2 separate regions of the Mus musculus genome follow, and region 1 is linked to region 2. The links are chromatin contacts, called in public HiChIP or PLAC-seq maps. All regions are on one chromosome and are shown on one strand. The core of a region is the stretch at or near the end of the contact, and the rest is flanking DNA. Distances in the headings are between cores, read along the strand shown. Region 1 overlaps Gm14206 (a long non-coding RNA gene). Region 2 holds the start of Krt14 (keratin 14).

Region 1 (2,700 bases), core at 41-2,540, 89 kb before region 2:
CTGTAATCATTCATTCATTTAGTGTTTAAGCACCTGTCAGTTGTCAGGCATTGCATTGGGAACAAAGCTGTTAACAGGCGCACGTCCCTTTTCATGGTTGTAGATCCAGGTGACAGGATCTGAGGGAGTTCAAGGGAAGGGGCAAGGCAACCAGGAAGGCATGGGGAGCCTGGGGTGGTGGGGCTGTATGGGAACTGAAGTGAACAAGAGATTCATAGGACTCTTCTCCTCAGACACTGTCCTGGGGCGTGTGGAGACTGCTCAGAATCTAGGACTAGCCTACCGCAGACTCTGTGTGTGTGTGTGTGTGTGTGTGTGTGTGTGTGTGTGTGTGTGTAAAGGTGTGGGTACATAGCTCCAAGTGTCAGAAGGCATCATGCCCCCTCTGTGTAGGTCATTGGGCTGTGTGGGGAAGGAGGAACACTCCGTCCCTCCCAGCAGAGACTAGATAGAAGTGCAGCGGAAAGTGAAGTAATATGTTAGAGTTCAGGTGAGTGGAGGGAAGAGACTAAAGCAAGAGAGAGAGGGGGGGGGGCACAGAAGGATGGCAAAGGATGCTCTGAGCCTCAGTTGAGTCAGGGGAAGTGTGGGGCAGTGGGGAGGGGGAAATGAGGGCCATTTCTTTCCATTATGAAGAGCAAAGCTCTCTGCTCTGGTCAGGGAAGGGGAGTGGGCGGGGGTGGGGTGTGTCATCTTATACGTCCTTCGCAGGTCAGAGAGCAGGATTTGAGGGCACTGGATCAGTGGAAACCATCTCAGGCCACTTATCAGATGGGGAAACTGTGCCAGACTGAATTCTCAGTTCTTGCTGGCACATATTGATTGATTGAATGTATATTATGAATACACTGTAGCTGTCTTCAGACACACCAGAAGAGGGCATCTGATCTCATTACAGATGGTTGTGAATCACCATGTGGTTGCCGGGATTTGAACTCAGGACCTCTGGAAGAGCAGTCGGTGCTCTTAACCCCTGAGCCATCTCTCCAGTCCTTGCTGGCACATTTTAAAATGCCGGCACAGACTCCTAGGAGCTGCTCAGGAAAATGCCCATCAGTACCGACCTCTCCTAGTACCTGCTAATGCTGAGTACTTCTGGCCCAGTCTCTCTCCCGTGAGCAGCACTGAGATCCATAGACCTCTTGCTTGACTGTGTGTTTCCATGTGTGCGGAGGTCAGAGGTCAGCCCCATCTGTTTTTCCTCAGGTGCTGCCCACCTTATTTTCTGAGGTAAGGTTACTCATTAGCCCGTGACTCATGGAGTAGGCTGGCTGGCGATCAATCTGAGGAGTCTACCTGTCTTGGCTTCCTCAGTGTTGGGATTTCAGGTGATTGCCCCACACCTGACTTTCTACATCTCCTCTACAGGGGAGAAAATGGAGGTTGAGAGATGTTAAGTGGCAAACCCAAGGCCTCATGGCTAGCAAGATTCACACCCAGAGTCTGGCTCCTAAGTGCTCTCCCAGCTGCTTGGAAGGCCACATCTGCTATAGATCGGTTGGCTAGGCAGGGTTGGGGCTGCCCTAGGGGCAGGGGTAGAGTTCTGCCTGTGTGCACCTCGAGTGCTAGAGGAGCCTGTGGTCTGGGAGGCTGCTGTCAGAGCTGCAGTCGCCGAGTGGGTGACCCTGAAGTATCCACACCTCCTGCTTCTTCCTAGAACAGTAGCTCCCCGTTACCATGGAGCTGGGACAGAACCCTTCCACCTGGTGCATTTCCCAGCTCTGGGACCTCAGTTTACCTCAGCCCCCTCTATCTCTACCTAAGCTCCTAAGCTACTCCTTCTCTGTGCCACCCTGTGTCCCTGCCACTTGGTCCCCTTGGCTTCTGTAGGCACCATTTCCCCTGTGTCTTTGCCTGGCTGATATACTCAATGGCCTGGAAACCTCTCGTGACCAGCAAGGTGAGTGGCCACGGTGCTGCCTGATGATGCTCTCCATCCACCTAAATATGCCTTATTTCCCCTTGGAGTCCTGTCTGGGTATTTCCCTCCACCAGGCAGGTACTGGGGGTGGGGAACACACTGCCCTTTTCTAGGGTTTCTCCTACATCTAGTAGAGCATCTTGCGTGGCGCTCAAGTGGTGTAGGGTGGATGATCGTAGCTGCCACCTTGACACACCTGGGAATAAAGAGCCTCAATTGAGGAGTTGCCTCCATCAGGGTGGCCTGTCTGTGCACACTTCTGTGGACCCTTAAAGGGATGTTTCACCAAGGACTGAGTTCCTAGATGCGCTTTCTGAAGTGACCACCAGGTGACAGCAGAGGCCGAGTCGGCGATCAGACTAGATGCTCCGTCTGCCGGCAGGGGGCACTACTGCCTTTCAGATGCAGAGAACCTAGGTGACCTGCTGTGGGAGCAAGGGAGGCTCAGGCCGAGGGAAGGTTGAATTTCTTTCGCCAGGCAGCCAGGTTAGAAGCCTGGGTGACCCCTGCTCGCCTCATTTGTGCAGAGGGTGGTGAGTCCTGCTTTATAGGTCCCACAGGCCGACTGTGAAGGGTGCTCTGCCTCCCAGGCGTGAAAGACGTCGCGGCGATGAACTGTGAGGCTGTGGCCCAATAAGGCTTTGGTAATGGGCACCTACATTTGAATTCCATACAACTTTCCCAAGTCATAAAAATAACCTGAGCTCAGGATGTAGCTCAGTGGTGGACCCCCTGCCCAGCATGCTAAAGGCCCCCGCGTAACAAAAACAGAAACAAAT
Region 2 (2,700 bases), core at 168-2,667:
TCTTCTGAGTTTTTAAGCCCTGGTGTGGGGAGGGCGTTGATTTCTGCTTTGGTGGCAGGAAGGGTCAGGTGGGATTGGCTATCTAAGGTGCTATGTCCTTTCTGGGAGCAGTTGATACCAAGAACAGTGCAGGAGCCTCAGCGGGGGCTGTTGGGGCCTGTCTGGGAAGATAGGACGTGCCAGGCAGTCCCAGACACGACCACATTCCTCCCGACATGCCTGCAGGGGTCTATGGAGCTGAGGGGCAGGAAGTGGGTGTTCTGGGGATAGTTGAAGCTTGATATACAAACCTCTGAAGCAGAATTAGCTGGGTTCTTGGAGCTGTCCCCTGATCCTCAGGGACTCAGGAGTCAGAAACCCTCTCGTCCACTTTGGCTATTATGCCCTTGGCTCAGTCCTGCCTTCCTCCCAGGTGCCTGCGTTCCTCCTCCCCATACGTGTCTTGGGTGAGCTCCATGGGAGATGAAGTGAGGATGTCTGAGTCAGCCCTCTGCCTCTCAGCTCAGCTATCTTGGCATCCGAGAGGACATCTGGGGCTGGAAACAAACAAACAAACAAACAAATGAACAGACAAACAAATCTCTCTAGGCTTGTTCCAGGCATGTGCCCTTACCTGCTTTGAGGTCAAAATAAGTTTCAACCCTCTGGCCAGACTCTGTGCCACCCAAAGTTAACCCTCAGAGCTTTCTGCAGTAGAAACAATGGGTGGATGCTCTTTCCTCCCACTTTTCAGAAGAGCAAATGAGGGCTCTGAGAAGAGCCTGACTCTGTGCTGTTTCTCAGTGTCTCTGGTTGTGTCTCTGAGTCCTTTGGTGACCTAATAGCTATTGTCACAGATCTGCGTGTAGGTGTGTGGTGGATATTAGGGTCTGTACCCAGGGCTCAGGGGAAGCTGCCTTGAGTCTGAGCCACCTGGCTGGCTGAGGATGTGACAGATAGCTAGTCCTTAGCAGGTAGCGCTGAGGGTGGCCACGCCAATGTACCTCCAGCTAAGTGCCAGTCTCCTGCTCTGGTGGTCTTTTTCTACGTGTAATAAAGGACTCTCCCACCCATTTAATGGGAACTAACAGGTCAGCAGGTTTATGGTGTGGTAAGGCCCTACTTGTCATTCTAGCTGAGCCCAGAGTGTGGGTTCCTAAGGGCTGTGGCTCCCAGGGCCTCATGGGAAAGTGTAGCCCGCAGGCCCACCCCTCCCCTGGTGAATCATGCCTGGCGGGACGAGAAAGCCCAAAACACTTCAAACAATGAGTTTCCAGTAAAATATGACAGACATGATGAGGCGGAGGAGAGGAGGGATCTGATCGGGAGTTGGCGCTGGCCTGGGAGTGATGAAAGCCAAGGGGAATGGAATACGCCAGGCCCGCCCCCTCCTCACCACTATAAAGCACTATCATCCTTTTCTAACACACCTGAGCAGCTCTCTCTTCTCTCTGCCGACTCACTCGCTCACTTGCTCACCTCTCTCAAAGCCATGGCCACCTGCAGCCGCCAGTTCACCTCCTCCAGCTCCATGAAGGGCTCTTGTGGTATCGGTGGTGGCTCTAGCCGCATGTCCTCCATCCTGGCTGGAGGATCCTGCCGGGCTCCCAGCACCTACGGGGGCATGTCGGTTACCTCCTCTCGCTTCTCCTCTGGGGGAGCCTGTGGGATTGGAGGTGGCTATGGTGGGAGCTTCAGCAGCAGCAGTTTTGGTGGAGGACTTGGTAGTGGATTTGGTGGTCGATTTGATGGATTTGGTGGTGGTTTTGGTGGTGGTCTTGGTGGTGGTTTTGGTGGTGGTCTTGGTGGTGGTCTTGGCGGTGGTATTGGTGATGGGCTCCTGGTGGGCAGTGAGAAAGTGACCATGCAGAACCTCAATGACCGCCTGGCCACCTACCTGGACAAGGTGCGTGCCCTGGAAGAGGCCAACACTGAACTGGAGGTGAAGATTCGGGACTGGTACCAGAGGCAGCGGCCCACTGAGATCAAAGACTACAGCCCCTACTTCAAGACCATCGAGGACCTGAAGAGCAAGGTGGGTCAAATGGACAGCAGGACTTGCCATTCCAGTGTCCTCCAAGGCTTCAGATCATCACTAGACTCCTAGAAAGACAGTCTCTAGTCCCCAGTATCTCTCTCTGAGACCCTCCCTGGCCATCCCCCATAGAGCTGGTCAGTGAGAAGACGGTGCTGCTCCCTGGCTTTCTTTACTCCATGCTTTTATGTGCTCCAGTCCTTAGCCCACGTGAGACTGATGGTTCCTGCCCTTAGCATTTGGCAGAGGAGGAAGTTGAAGGTTGAGAGGTGCTGTGTCTTGCTAAAGATCAAGAGAGGGGGCGGTGCAGGACTGAGGTTAGAGCACAGGTGGCTCACCCTCTGCTACAGGGGGCACTTACCTCTTTAGTAGAAGGGAGGAGTGAGCCTGTAACGGGACCCACCGAGCTAGACACCCAAACCGCTCATTAGCTTGTTAGTCTGGGCTGAGGCTGCCTCCGCCCATGAACCTTGGCACCAGATAGCCTCTCCCTATAGTCAGGCAGACGTAGAAAAATCCACACCCACAACTATCAAGACCCGTATATTTTTTTACTACAAACCAGAGGGAGCCTGGCGGAGCTGTGTTTCCAGAGCTCCTCTTCTTCCTCCTGTTAAACCTGCTTGGCTCTTGTGCCTCGCATAAGTTACGGAAATTAGACGGGTCCCTGGCCGGAATTCCAGCCA

The links. HiChIP or PLAC-seq counts read pairs in DNA pulled down with a chosen protein or histone mark.
Region 1: an H3K4me3 HiChIP or PLAC-seq map of embryonic stem cells shows a contact between it and region 2, with 96 read pairs. The contact joins the enhancer-like site here to the promoter of Krt14 in region 2. A contact is called at or near these places in 20 of 39 promoter capture datasets (3T3-L1-derived adipocytes, the C10 cell line, the HPC-7 cell line and 9 more), 8 of 15 datasets of contacts at CTCF or cohesin (CD8 T cells, the NIH/3T3 cell line, embryonic stem cells and 2 more), 100 of 484 Hi-C or Micro-C datasets (3T3-L1-derived adipocytes, 8-cell embryo, the AtT-20 cell line and 43 more), 22 of 115 datasets of contacts at active chromatin or transcription factors (acute myeloid leukemia, craniofacial prominence, embryonic stem cells and 5 more) and 4 of 9 other capture datasets (adipose tissue, embryonic stem cells, liver and 1 more).

What each region holds. Positions count from the first base shown.
Region 1 is chr11:100,295,106-100,297,805 of GRCm38.p6, reverse strand. The region is part of intron 1 of Gm14206 (a long non-coding RNA gene); the gene reads left to right. Among named protein-coding and RNA genes, the nearest start is that of Gm14206, 4.5 kb to the left of the region's middle. Within about 2 kb of position 1,290, at least 20 of the 459 cell types and tissues checked have an H3K27ac peak or open chromatin away from gene starts, as enhancers often do. A contact at or near this core is called in CD8 T cells and pancreatic cancer cells, where this site is marked.
Region 2 is chr11:100,206,227-100,208,926 of GRCm38.p6, reverse strand. It overlaps Krt14 (keratin 14), which reads left to right and starts at 1,417. Exons shown (of 8, transcript NM_016958.2): 1 at 1,417-2,014. The coding sequence starts at 1,472.